Linked DNA regions of Mus musculus: all the other regions are linked to region 2. Evidence: chromatin contacts called from public promoter capture Hi-C data. All regions are on one chromosome and are shown on one strand. Each heading gives the region's core, a stretch centred on a gene start, on an enhancer-like site or on the middle of the called end of the contact. The rest is flanking DNA. Distances are from core to core; before and after follow the strand shown. Region 1 holds the start of Mkln1os (muskelin 1, intracellular mediator containing kelch motifs, opposite strand). Region 2 holds the start of Akr1b3 (aldo-keto reductase family 1, member B3 (aldose reductase)). Region 3 has its middle 8.4 kb from the start of Gm13846. Region 4 overlaps Mkln1 (muskelin 1, intracellular mediator containing kelch motifs).

The links. Promoter capture Hi-C pulls out the DNA fragments that hold promoters and counts their contacts.
Region 1: a promoter capture Hi-C map of pre-B cells shows a contact between it and region 2, with 4 times the contacts expected there. The contact joins the promoter of Mkln1os here to the promoter of Akr1b3 in region 2. A contact is called at or near these places in 3 of 39 promoter capture datasets (embryonic stem cells, hippocampal neurons and pre-B cells) and 1 of 115 datasets of contacts at active chromatin or transcription factors (astrocytes).
Region 3: a promoter capture Hi-C map of embryonic stem cells shows a contact between it and region 2, with 6 times the contacts expected there. The contact joins the enhancer-like site here to the promoter of Akr1b3 in region 2. A contact is called at or near these places in 4 of 39 promoter capture datasets (the 3T3-L1 cell line, cranial neural crest, embryonic stem cells and 1 more), 5 of 115 datasets of contacts at active chromatin or transcription factors (astrocytes, embryonic forebrain, embryonic stem cells and 2 more) and 1 of 9 other capture datasets (liver).
Region 4: a contact with region 2 is called in a promoter capture Hi-C map of liver, with 3 times the contacts expected there. The contact joins the enhancer-like site here to the promoter of Akr1b3 in region 2. A contact is called at or near these places in 4 of 39 promoter capture datasets (cranial neural crest, embryonic stem cells, hippocampal neurons and 1 more) and 1 of 115 datasets of contacts at active chromatin or transcription factors (large pre-B cells).

What each region holds. Positions count from the first base shown.
Region 1 is chr6:31,396,852-31,400,303 of GRCm38.p6, forward strand. Mkln1os (muskelin 1, intracellular mediator containing kelch motifs, opposite strand) reads right to left here and starts at 1,922. Exons shown (of 3, transcript NR_040300.1): 1 at 1,764-1,922. Mkln1 (muskelin 1, intracellular mediator containing kelch motifs) reads left to right here and starts at 1,977. Exons shown (of 18, transcript NM_013791.2): 1 at 1,977-2,103. The coding sequence starts at 2,006.
Region 2 is chr6:34,315,872-34,319,354 of GRCm38.p6, forward strand. Akr1b3 (aldo-keto reductase family 1, member B3 (aldose reductase)) reads right to left here and starts at 1,618. Exons shown (of 10, transcript NM_009658.3): 1 at 1,469-1,618. The coding sequence starts at 1,534.
Region 3 is chr6:31,640,982-31,644,290 of GRCm38.p6, forward strand. No RefSeq gene overlaps it. Among named protein-coding and RNA genes, the nearest start is that of Gm13846, 8.4 kb to the right of the region's middle. Within about 2 kb of position 1,785, at least 79 of the 459 cell types and tissues checked have an H3K27ac peak or open chromatin away from gene starts, as enhancers often do. A contact at or near this core is called in embryonic stem cells and liver, where this site is marked.
Region 4 is chr6:31,478,685-31,481,724 of GRCm38.p6, forward strand. The region is part of intron 12 of Mkln1 (muskelin 1, intracellular mediator containing kelch motifs); the gene reads left to right. Among named protein-coding and RNA genes, the nearest start is that of Mkln1, 81 kb to the left of the region's middle. Within about 2 kb of position 1,572, at least 26 of the 459 cell types and tissues checked have an H3K27ac peak or open chromatin away from gene starts, as enhancers often do. A contact at or near this core is called in embryonic stem cells and liver, where this site is marked.

The DNA of each region.
Region 1 (3,452 bases), core at 672-3,171, 2.9 Mb before region 2:
TGACAGCTCTCCCCTCTCAAACAAACAAACAACTGCAGGAAAGTCTAACACTTGAGAAGAGTTGGTTTAAAGCTGCATGGCGGGTGAGGTGAGGAGAAGCACCGAGTAAAGCTGGGAGCTGGAGAGTGGCCTCCCCAGGGAAGGAGGAGGTCATGCCAATGGTCATGCCAATGTCCAGTGCCAAACAGTCACACCTGAAAACGTAACTCAGGTAACATTATACGGACTCAACCGGTTATACTGGAGAATAAATATTTATATACAAGTACATATATGCAATAACAATTAATGAAAAAGGGGCCATAAATTTGAATAGTAGGGACAGCTATATAGAAGGTTTGGAGGAAGGAAAGGGATGGGAGAAATACTGTAATTGAATTACAATCTCAATAAGAAGAATTGGTTTATATCTGTTTTTCACATTATATAGTTGATCAGGAACTATACAATTCTCTGCCTGGAAGAAAAACAACAACAACAATAACAACAACAACAACAATGACTTACTAAGATCCAAAAAGAAGAGGAATTAGCAAATTGTGGGTCCTCTAACTGGAGTGAATCCCCATCTTATCTTCTCCCTTTTAGAAGACAATCTTTCCCTCCAAGATAATTTCTCTGTAACTAACTTCCTCCATGGTAGGCAGTTATCTAACTGAAGTCAGTGGGGTTAGAGCATTACCTCAGGGGTCATTACCTCAGGGGTCATTACCTCAGGGGTCAATACCTCAGGGGTCATTACCTCAGGGCTCATACTCATTCCCAACAAAGTCTTAAACACTGAGTATACTTGTGGTCTAGCTGACATTGCTAGTGGTATCATAGTAGAGGCTACTGCTAAAATTTCACCAATGGAAACGAAGCCAATAAAGAATTGGAGAGATTTGATGGGCCGGTTAACGATCATAATCAAAAAGAGTAAAACTATTGGATCATTTATTGAGATACTCTTTGCTTGAGTTTTTAATATCCTCTGGTTGACACAATGATGCAATCCAAACTTCCAGGAGTCCAACCTCTTAGGCAGGGAGTGACACGATTTTGGGTGATGCCGCTAGGTAAGCAAGGGCATATTTATAACCCTGACAAACAGGTACTAGACAGGAGCATTATCTAACTTTGCCACCTATTTAGGCCAGATGTTCCTTTTGTGATAAAAAGCTGGAATGATGCCTGCTGTCAGGCTTCATGAACAGTATGTATGTTGGAGGTGGGTGGGGTGTACTCATTATTCCTTCTGAAGAAGACGCGATCTTTTCTCAAACATCTCTCTCTTTCCAAACATTTGGGCTAAATTTATGTTAAAATTCAAAGCAAGCAGATTTAATGCCGGAGACAAATGATGGCACACAACTTTCCAACTCTGAGCATCTTCCTGGTATGTGGGCGAATGTCATTTCTGGGTACAACGATGCCATCAGAATATTAGTAAGAGAGGCCGACAAGAAATGTTTACAGACTGATAGCAGAACACACTAGCTGTTCCTTTATCTTGCCTCCACCTGACCCTTGAACACGGTGACAAGGACATTTTTACCCCAGGTCAACTGCAGAGACAAAGGCCATACGTTATTATTGCACTTCAATTCTCCTCACCTCTGTTTCCGGAGAGGATTTATAAACAGGCTAGAGCAGTGGTTTCCAAAGTAGGAAAGATGGAAAGATATTCCCTTCCCAAGCTCATCGAATTTTCCCTTCCTATTCTAGGAGACGTTTCTTTCTTTTTTTTTTTTTTTTCAAAATGTCCTTGGCTTTGTCTTTACCTGAGCTTGTATGAAAAGTCCTCTGTGCCACTCCTCTGCCAGCCTCACAGGAAAGGAAAGCCTCCCTGGGAGGGTCAGCTAGGAAAGGACAGCGTGGGAAACCCGAGGAAGCGGCCTCCAAGCAGCCAGTGCCGGCCCTGCGCGGTCGGGTTCCCGGCGCGGCCCCTTTAAGAGCAGGCCCCGTCCCCGCCCTCCTCCTGGCGGGGCTGGCGCTCGGTGGTGGCCGCTACGGTGCTGACAAGATGGCGGCTGGCGGGGCTGTTGCTGTGGCGCCGGAGTGCCGGCTTCTGCCCTACGCGCTGCATAAGTGGAGCTCCTTCTCCTCCACCTACCTTCCCGAGTAAGTGCGGGGCCCCGCGCTCGAGCTGTCGGAGCCGCTCGGTGAGAGCGCGGCCCGCCAGAGCGTGCGGTGTGGGGAGCGGAGCCGAGAGAGGCCCAGGCGGGGCCTGTGACGGGGAACGCGCGGCCTCCGGAGCTTCTCAGTGCGGCGGCCGAGTGCTCCGGCCTGGCGGGCCGAGGCCGGGCTGAGGGCCCGGGAGCGAGCTCCGGGTGGCGGCGGCGAGGCGGGCTTGCGCAGCGGGAGGTGAGGCGGAGCGGAGCGGGGCTCCGGGCCCGGGCCGCGGGCGAGCCTCCCCCGCCGTCGGAGGTGGTCAGGGCGACGACGGGGGCCCGGTCCTTCCCGGACGGCTCGGACAGCGCCGGAGTTCCTGAGCCCGCAGTAAAAGTGCTTAGCTCTGCACGAGTGGCGAGAGAAGTTGGGGAGTCCATCCGCACCCTGGCGAGAACTTGGAGGACTGGCAGAGGGGTGTCTTGGCTTTTTTTGGACGGGGGGGGGGGCTGGAAGTTCTGAAAAAGATAGGGAAGGAGGGCAGGTCTGGGGGCGTGCGGCTTGCCCGAGGGCACCACCAAGTCAGCAGAAATGGCCTTAGGAACACAACGAGGAACGGGTGCAGTTTTCCGTTGCTATTCGAATAAAATTGCTACATCTCCGGAGTGTCCTGAACAGGGAGTGTGTTCCATTCGTATTTTTAAAATTCCTCCCGTTTGTTCAGATTGGATTTCTCGAGTCCAGTCGGTCAGGACTCTGGAAGTTGAAGCTGCGGGTGAAGAGTCAGCCTCCGCGGACTGCCCACCTGCCCTCCTCCTAGTCACCAGGTCAAGGGTTGGCACTGAAGCCTTGTAGCTCCCGCCCAATGAAGGCTGACCTGTGGTCTGATCTGGCCGGTTGTGGCCTGTTGATAGCTGGTACATGGCCACATCTCTGATTGATATTGGAACCCAGCTTTTAATTTGAGGGTGAGCTGGATAAGCACCGACCTTCATTTGAAGTGGACTTGTGGCTGTTCATTCTGTAAACCTCTGTTTTTTTGTTTTTTGTTTTTGTTTTTTTTTGGTAGTTTTTTCTTTTGGAGGTGTGTGTGTGGTTGTTTGTTTTGGAGGCCTTTTTAAGGTTGTTTGTTTTGACTGACTCCTTTGAATCTGAAGATAACATTTTTTTTTGTGTCTAGGTTAGAGAGTTGGTGGTGTGTCACTAACTACCTCGAATGACTTTTTCCACCCCCAGGTCTTTGGTTAGATAACTTACACTTTAGGTTGTCTGCCATCGCTTTACCTTCTGGTGTAGGCATGAGACTGGGATAGCCCAAATCCCAGTTGCATTACCTGTTGTATGGGCATGTTAAGGAGAGA
Region 2 (3,483 bases), core at 368-2,867:
TCTACCCCAACCTCCCCGGGCCCCGAGACACAGGCGGACATTTTCTTCACCTCCACCTAACTCAACATGACTTTTGGATCCATTCTGAGATCCAGGCACAGTGGGAAGTAACAGAAATGTCTGAGAAGAAACCAAAACGATCTATACATACAAATGTATGTTATTTTAAACAAACACCCAGCTCTCTGAGGCTGTCACATGCGCTCTAGCCACTGGCTTATGAATGCTTACTCCTTATTTATCTCAGAACTGATCTCAAAATGCTGGCCCATGAGACGATTTTTCTAAAGCGATGAGCTTGGTTTTTGGAGAAATGGGACAGAATTAAAGTATCATCATCCTACCCATAATTTGGGTCATGTATTATAAAACTACTGTAGTTACATGTGCCTGTGTGTGCTGTGTCCAGTAGCTGTGTTTGCTATGGCAGGGAAACCGTCTTTCTTATCATTCCACCACACCGAATTCAACCTGGTATCACGGTTGTAATTCAATCATACCTTTGCAGTCACCAAGGACCCTCTGTAAGGAAACAAAAGCCGCACTTGCTAATCTACTGGCTTAGATACACGTTCTGAGAAAGACAAGTCTATGACCTGTTTCTTATTCTCCATTTGCATTACCCGTTGTTTTAACTGTAGTTTGGGTAGAAACAGACTCTGTCTGGTTTCAAACCATTTAAATTCAACCCTACCTGATTTTCTCTTACCTTCACTGTGTCTAAGTGCCCAGGTCCACCATACTCAAGGTTCTTAAAGATCGAGGTCACAGCATCGGTCTATAATATATAATACAACTACCCTGCAAGTAGCTTAAGAGCTAGGTTTTTCTGCTTCAGCAATAACACCAAAAATTGGTTCCTTAGTTGCCAAATAATCAAATCAGTTATAATTTTTGGTTTTTAAATATCGGTTCTTTCTTTTTGTATTTCACTATGATGTATCTGGCCCTCTTCTCAACTCTGCTGTGTTGTGTTGAGGTTTTGGGGATATCTCGCCTGAAGTCTTCTTATTAGTGGGTGGCACCCAGCAACGCGGAAGTCAGATTAATTCTCCAGGAGTTCCGCACCCATTAAGAACTGCACTCAGAGACTTAGAGGACAGAGAAACAAGCTGGTTCCTGGCAAGCTCTCGCCTGCTAATTTAATTATCTCAGGCCCATTGGCCCAAGTGGCTCATTCCCGAGAGGGCAACATCTGCGCCAAGTGAGGTCAATTCACTCGTGAGGCTGGGGCGCCACAGGTGCCAGATGACAAATCTAGGGCTCTGCTTCAATCCCTCTCACCCGGGTCACCGTGGGTGTGTCTCCACCTGGGGCGCCCACGCGGACTCGAGCGCTGCTCGCCCGAAGCCCCACACGCCGGGCCGCAGCCAGATACGCTCACAGGCCCCGCCACGCGAGCCCCGCTCCGCGCAGGCCGCTCAGGGTCACCCAGCGGGCGGCGGGTCGCACCCTGATGCATGCCTACCTTCCAGGTGCCCAGGCCCAGGGTGGGCATCTTGGTGCCGTTGTTGAGTTCCAGATGGCTGGCCATGATCGCTGCACGTTACAAACCCGGACCGGCAAATGTGCAGCGCTGGCTCGGGCGCGCACCTTTAAATAGCCCCAACGGCCTGTAGAAAGAACGCCTGCCATTGGTTGCACGGCTGAGAGACGGATCCTTCTGATTGGTCGATGCCGCGGTTCTGAAGGGGTCGGCGAGGATGCTTCTTTCCCTAGGTCCTAGCGGCACGGAATTCTCCAGCTGCTCTGCTTGCGCCCCACGTGGCAGTGTTTGCCCGCTGTTGTAGCACCAGACGGAAAGCTCTGAAAATAACCAGCAGACTAGAGATAAGGAGACTGGGGAGAAGTTTTGGTTTCGTTTTCGAGCCCAGAAGAAGACGTCTGTGTCTTTTCTAATCTCAGAATGACACTCTTCTGGAATCTTACACATCTTGCTTTGAATCTGATGGAGCAGATAGGCGTCAGGTGTATTTAAGAGCGTTCCCCCCCCCCCTTAGATTAAAAGTTAAATTTCAGGTGTACTTAAGCACTCCCATCCCCGCTATTAAAATGATTGCAACCGGTTTTGCAGAGAACTACGAAATACCCGTTTGTAGTACCTTTCTACCACTACCGGTGTCTGAACATGTTTAGTCTGGTTCAACAAGACTTGATGCAAAAATCCATAACCGTTAAGCTATGATCTCCCATAAGTTTCATCTCTGGATCACACATAAGTGATTTTGGAAAGTAAGACTCTTAAGCGGAAGGTTCCAGTATAATAAGTTGGCTAAACTCTGGAGGAAAAGTGAAAAGTCAGAGAACAAAAAAGTGAACAATCCCATAGTAGGAAAAGTCCATTCTCATACAGCAATGATTCCATGTTAGGGGGTACGAAATAAATCAGTTGTATTAGGTAGAAAAACAAAAGACTTTTCCTAAAATAATCTGAGTTGCCCCAAGAACTATGACGGCAATTTTGGCACTCGTCCAACACCCCTCTGAGTGATGGTCTGTTTCATTCCAGTCTCCTTCTGCTGGGTCATGCTCCAGTTGCCCCCTGATTACGCAACAGGGACAACTGCATCTGCAAGGTAATGAGTCAGGAACCCCACCTCTCTAAATCCCATTCTGGTGATTTTCCAGTCGGTGCCCTCTTAAAAAGTGGCACTTCTCCACTCCCACCCCAGGGAAAATTTATAAAGAACAGATATTTTCCACTTGAGTTTTATTAACAAAACCAATCCCCACAACTGGTGGCATGTGGAAATTCTGGTGTACTTTTTCTCTAATTAATAGTATTTGAATTTGAGTCTAGTTCTGGGGATTTGGTTTGTGTAAGATAACAGGTGACCTGACGCCCACCACTTGTCCTCTGTGAAATCCCTCTTGGCATAGAGACTTCTCTGCCTTTTGAACCTCCTGGGTCCAAACACAAAGAGCTGATTGATGTCTTGTGAAGTGATGCTCTTGCTCTGTGTGGCAGCTCACATCTCTTTACTTGACATTAAGAAAATAAAGGGGAAAGGACCGAGATGTTGTAGTCAACCTGGTTGCTAAACGAGATCCTTTCTCAAAAGATAAAAGAGGCCTTACCACCACCACCGAAGTGTGCGTCTTTACTGACAGGTGGCATCACAGAGGAGTCATCACCAGCTAGGGAAATGCACTACGTAGCAAAAGCTTTGTTATTGCAAAATAAACTAAGTATGTTTGACCCTCTAAAACACAGTATTTTGCCTGGGCCAGTCAAATGTAGAAAGGCACACCTGTGGAATTCTCCTATCAATCATGGCACTAAAGATGAGACACTGTTACAATAGTCTCCTGGTAACTCCTGTTGTTGCCTCCATAATCTTTATAAAATTTATTGGGCATGTATCATATCCTTCTTTAAAGAAGAATAAAGTAGGCTGGAGAGATAGCTCAGCGGTTAAGAGCACTGCCTGCTCTTCCAAAGGTCCTGAGTTCAAAATCCCAGCAACCACGTGGTGGCTTACA
Region 3 (3,309 bases), core at 535-3,034, 2.7 Mb before region 2:
CCTGAATCTGATGCAAAGAGAAGAGGCTGGGCTTCCTGCAGCGGCTCAGGCCCATTATCCAGCAGTTGGGAGGCTTGAGACAGCTTGGCTACACAGTGAGAGCAAGAACCAGAGAAAACGCTGTGGTCTGACTTCAAATACTGTGGTCTCCACTCTTCCTTAGCTAGAGTAAAGGATCACAAAAGGGTGAGATTTGTTTGCCTATTTATATGGTATCACTATGAAGCCAGGCTGGCCTTGAAGCTGGTCCTTGCTCCTCAGTCTCTAAGTGCTAGGATTGCATGGATTGCTTGTCTATGATACCACCCTCAGCCTAATTTTTTTTTTTTAAAGATTCTCTCTGTGTAGCCCTGTATAGCCTGGAACTTGCTATCTAGACCAATCTGACCTCAAGTTCACAGAGATCTACCTACTTCTGCCCCTGCCTCCTGCAAAAGGTTCTTTAAAACTATTTTTTTAATGTGTAACATAAAAAAACAATTTTTTAAATGTGTATGAGTGTTTTGCCTGCATGCATGTCCATGCCAGACATGCAAGCAGTACCCATGAAGGCCAGAAAAGGGCATTGTATCCCCTGGGACTGGACTTACAGATTGTTATGAATTGCCATGTGGGTGCTAGGAATTGAACCCAAGTCCTCCGGAAAAGCAGCCAATGCTCTTAACCACTGAGTCATCTCTCTCTCCAGTCCCTGCAATTAGTTCTTGAAGATGTGGAAACATCTTATTCTTTTTACATTTATATCTATGCAGTGGGCATGGATGCAGCGTATCTGTGGTGTGATACTTTCCTGAGGAGGGAGAAAGCAAGAAAGTCAGCTGTCTATACAGACTCTTTAGGAGGGCAGTCATGAAGAACCCAGAACTGAGATCTGTGGTGTGGATCCTTTCACGCAGTCAGATGGGCTGGGATGGATGGATGGATGGATGGATGGATGGATGAATCTCAAGCCTCCTTGTTTCTGAGCTTTAAGGTCCTCTCCTGTCTACCTCAGCCTGGGTAAACAGAGCCTTGTTATTCTAGGCACAGGAGGTATTTAAAAACTCGAAGCTGCATGGGGAGCAACTCAGGGTAAAAGGACTAGGTCTAGGCTGGGAAGTCCCTGAACTCTCAGTGATTCTCAACTTTCCTAATGCTGCCATCCTTTAATACAGCTCTTCATGTTGTGATGATCCCCTCCCCCGAAACGATTAAATTATTTTTCATTGCTACTTCATAACTGTCATGAATAATAAGGTAAATATTTTCAGGGATAGTTGTCAAAAGGGACACGACCCACAGGTTGACAGGTTCTCCCCATACTATGGCAACAAGACTAGGATATCAGAGGATAAAAGCCAACCTTCAGGCCTGAAGTGCCACTGCCCATTCTTGGGGAGTCCCTGCAGCACCTGTGTATCTTGATGGCTACACAGAGATAGGAGAGTCTCAGGCCTAAGGGAAGGGCCGACTCTGAAACAGCAAGTCTTGCGTTGGGTGGGTGGCACCAAGTGGGAGTTGGCAGCTGCGGGCCACCTGCTGGGTACCAACCTGTTTCCAGGGACACCAGGGTCCCTACGAGGGGAATCACGTGTGTCAGGCCCACCCTGCAGGCATCCTGATAGGAGAAGCCAGGACAGACCCGAGGTGGGTGGGACAGGCCAACACAGGAAATGCCTGCTGGGCCTAAAAATAGTGTGGGAGGGGACAGGAAACAGAAACTTTGGGCCAACATGGAAATGCTTTCTGAGCTGATCAGGAAATGAGGACTGGGGCGGTAGGGATCGCCACCACCCAGCTGCACTGCAGCCCCGCCCCCAACCCCTCTGCCTGGCTGAGTCTGTGCCTGGCTGGGGGTAGGGAAGGTTGCTTCCCAACGTCCTCTCCCTTTGTTTCGAAGCAGAGCCGTGTGCTGCAGAGCTGTAACCGCACGTAGATGTCATGCTGTACTTGGATGGCAGCCTGCTCTTCCCAGAACTGAGGTGGTGCCTGGGAAAGTGGGCCCAGCAGGGTGGTTCAGTGGGTAAAGGCACTTGGCGCCAAGCCCCATGGTCTGACTTCAATCGCTGGGACTCAACATGGTGGAGAGCCGACTCTTGCCAGTTGTCCTTTGACCTCCACACAACCCTGTTTTCCTCCCCCACATAAATAAATGTAATAAAAAATTTAAAGCTGGGGAAATAAACTCTGCAAGCAAGAAACTCAAGGGTCTTTGGGAAGGAAGAAATTGAAGGGTATTCAAAACTTCTCACAGTGAGGTCCTCTTGCCTGTGCAGTGAAGGCTTTGGGGTCCCCAGCCTAGACTGAACCCTAACCCAATCAGTTTAGACTCTGGAGTGGGATCAAACAACTGTGTGGAGGTCAGAGGATAATGTGGGGGAGGTTGGTTCTCCTGCTATGTGGGTAGATCCTGGGGACCAAACTCAGGTCATCAGGATTGGTGGCAAGCACATTTACCCACTTAACTATCTTGCCAGCCTCCAACTTTTTTAAAAATTAAATTAATTTTTTTATGTATATGAGCTTTTTTTGTCTGCATGTATGCATATATGACATGTGTGGGCCTGGTATCTGTAGAGAGCAAAGGGCACTGGGTCCCCTGGAGATGGAGTTAAAACTAGTTGTGAGGGGCTGGTGAAATGGGTCTGCTGTTAAGAGCAGTGGTTGCTCTTCCAGAGGTCCAGTGTTCAATTCCCAGCAATTGCATGGTGGCTCACAACCATCTACAGTGGTATCTGATGTCCTCTTCTGGCCTGCAGGTGTATGTGCAGCAGAACACTCATACACTAAATAAATACAATAAAAAACAAATAGAAAAGAAAAATAGCCGTGAGCCATGTATGAGTGCTAGAATCTGAACCTAGGTCCTCTGTAAGAGTAGTAATTGTTCCTGACTACCGAGCTGTGGGAGCCGCCCTCACATTCGCCATTACAAGATGGCGCTGACATCCTGTGTTCTAAGTGGTAAACAAATAATCTGCGCATGTGCCAAGGGTAGTTCTCCACCCCATGTGCTCTGCCTTCCCCGTGACGACAACTCGGCCGATGGGCTGCAGCCAATCAGGGAGTGACACGTCCTAGGCGGAGGATAATTCTCCTTAAAAGGGACGGGGTTTCGCCATTCTCTCTCTTGCACTCTTGCTCTCTTGCACTCTGGCTCCTAAAGATGTAAGCAATAGAGCTCTTGCTCTCTTGCACTCTTGCTCCTGAAGATGTAAGCAATAAAGTTTTGCCGCAGAAGATTCCGGTTTGCTGTGTTCTTCCTGGCCAGTCGTGAACGCGTGTAAGACCGAGCCATCTCTTCAGCCCCATTTTGTTCCTTTGTAAAGG
Region 4 (3,040 bases), core at 322-2,821, 2.8 Mb before region 2:
ATGGTCCTTTTACAAAATGAATTTAAAGTACCTAAGTTGGAACTGGGAAGGTAGCTCTGTCAGTAAAATGCTGCTACACACGCTGAGAACCCAAGTTGAGACCACCAGCACCCATTGAAAAGCTAGGCATGGTGATGGGTGTCTGGAACACCTGTGCTGGGGGAGTGAAGCAGCCAGATCATCGGAGCTTGCTCAGCAGTCTAGCTGCCTCAGTGGGATCCTGTCTCAGATAATCGTAAGGGAGAGAACAATAGAAGAAAACATCCCTGTGTTGACCTCTAGCCTCCACAGGCACCAACAAGCACATGTATTTGCACGCGCGCACACACACACACACACACACACACACCTTACCACCCCACCTTAACCCCCACAAACACTTACCACCCCACACCTTAACACCCCCCCCAACACACACACATCTATATCCACACACACAAATACATATGTTGTTGTTGTCATTTATGGGCACTATGTTAGAGTAACCCTCTTTTAATTAAAGTTGTTTACATAGAAGAGGAAAAAGACTGGTCTGGTGAGATGGCTCGGTGGATAAAGTCCTTGTGATGCACACCAGGTGGTCTGAGTTCTATCCTGGGATCTTATGATGGAAGGAGAACTGTGTCCTAGAAGTTACCCTCTGACTTCTTGCAGACATAATGTATGACAAGTAGCCTATCTACTCACACACAATTGAAATAAAAATCTCAAAGAAGAAAAGTTATTTTCTTTAAAACGTAACACTAAAGGAGAAAATGTAGAGTCATTTGGCTCTCAGGATCTGTACTCATACCCTCCTTACTGGAGTTCAGGCTAGAGGTTTGTTTGCTGTGTTCTGTTCTTTGTGACTACCAGTAAAATGGACAGTCTTACAACCTAGTCTCTGATTCATTGGCCAGGGCTACAGACCTGCAACCCTAGAGTTTTCCCAACCGTAAAGAACAAAGTAAATGGAAGATGTGGAAATAAATATTTGAAAATTTCTGCAGACCCAAAACACTGATCTTCAGATTGTAAATGGCCCTCTACAAATAAAATAAAATAAAATGAAGTTAAATTTCAGAAAACCAAAAGGTCTCCTTGCCAGATCATCAAGGCAGATCATTGTGTATTAAGGTGCATTTTTGTATTCTGTTAGAAAGAGGACCTCCTAAACTCTCCTAGAACAAAATGAGTTGCACTCAAGGAAACAGGACTTAGAAGGACATAGAAACTCTCAGTGCCATTAGATACTACAAGATAAAGAAAATTCTTGGAAAAGTTACTAAACTGGAGATACTTTTGTAGCCAAAATGGTGAAGAAAAAAGGGAAGTTATTTTTAGATCTACTGGGTAAATCCATGTTTACGCTCTAGACCTACCTCTTAGCAGTTTAAACAGTTGCAGAATCATCTCTCTAAGCACAAGAAGTCCAGAGTAGACCATGAGCGCTGATGCAGTGATTCAGCCCCCAGGTTCCCTCCTGTGCTGCACTGTCTTTAGTAAAAGTGGTAGCTATCTGGAGACAAGTTCAAACATGCCTTTCCTTCCAAAGGTGGCCGGCAGGGATTGCAAAATTTGTCCTGACAACTCCCAGTGGGATTCTGCTTAGATTTCATTGGCTAGAACTGTGAAACCAGGGTTCACTAGAGAGTCTGGGGAAGCATGTGTTTCGGGTATGAAGCAAAAAGGGTTGGAAATAGCAGTTATCTCAAGATAGGAAACTGATAGAACTTTTATGTACTATTTTTTTAGAAAGATACTTTATATACTAACAAAACAATAAGTATCAAAAGAGAAAACACAGAAGCTTTAAAAAAAAAAAAAAAAGAAGAAAATCCAACATAGAAAAACAAAGGGGGATTTCCAAGATGTGGCCCAGTGAGCACCAGTGTGGCACAGGGGTTCTAGATCAAAGTAGGCTTTTAAAGATTTATTAATTGATTGTATCCATGCATGTGCTCAGGGCCTAAGCTTCATGCCAGCCGCAGCAGCTGTAGTTATTTCGACCTTACTGTATGCTAGATTATCTTTTATTGATGGTAAGATCCTGATAATAATTGAACATAATTCAACTACATGGTGATAGAGCCAAGACTAAAGATTTCACTGCACTGCACCACTTCCCAAAACTGAACAAAAGTCTCACAGAGTAATAATAGTGGAAACAAAGCTACTTAAAAAATTTTTATTGTAATAAATTTAATGGTTATAATCTGAAAACATTTAAATTTGTAACAATTATATAGTCATTTGCAACATTGTTATCTTTAATCAGTTATGACTACCATTGTGACACTTCTCTTGTGCCTTTTTTGTTGTAACTACAAAGGTAATAATCTCATGGTTGAGATTCTAAAACAATAACAACAACAAAACCCAGAATGATACAAAACAATCCAACTATTCAGAGATAATCTATTAACATTTTGATGTATCACTTCCTAATCTTTAAAAAGGGTGATTGTATCCAGTTTTGTTTTCTGACATTTTAAATTTTACATAGGTTTCTTTTGGTGATGATTTTTCCTTTATCATAGTTTTATTGCTATGAACTTAAAGTAATAGAAAGGCAAGTTGTCTCATTCACTAGTTATTGCATTTGTCAGTTCTTCCAAAATTAAAATTACATGTTTGCTGTGTATTAATTTTTAATTGGTTTACAGGGAATTAACCACACAAAGCATGCAAATCCATTCATTAATTTAACAGCATTTGCCGGGCGTGGTCTAGCACTCGGGAGGCAGAGGCAGGCGAATTTCTGAGTTCGAGGTCAACCTGGTCTACAAAGTGAGTTCCAGGACAGCCAGGGCTACACAGAGAAACCCTGTCTCGAAAAAAAAAATTAGCAGCATTTGTTGATTGTTTACTAGCATTTAAGGTTTATTAGACCCCCTCTCTTCAAATAGTTCATTGACTTCCATTTTCCAAAGATTGTTTTAAGCACTAAGGATCTACATGAGGACCCCAGGGATTAAGCTAACTCAAAAAGTTCGTATTCCAGTGAAGACTGGCTGCAGTTGCATCCTTAGTGCTGTGAAGAAAAGAAGTTGTATGCTTT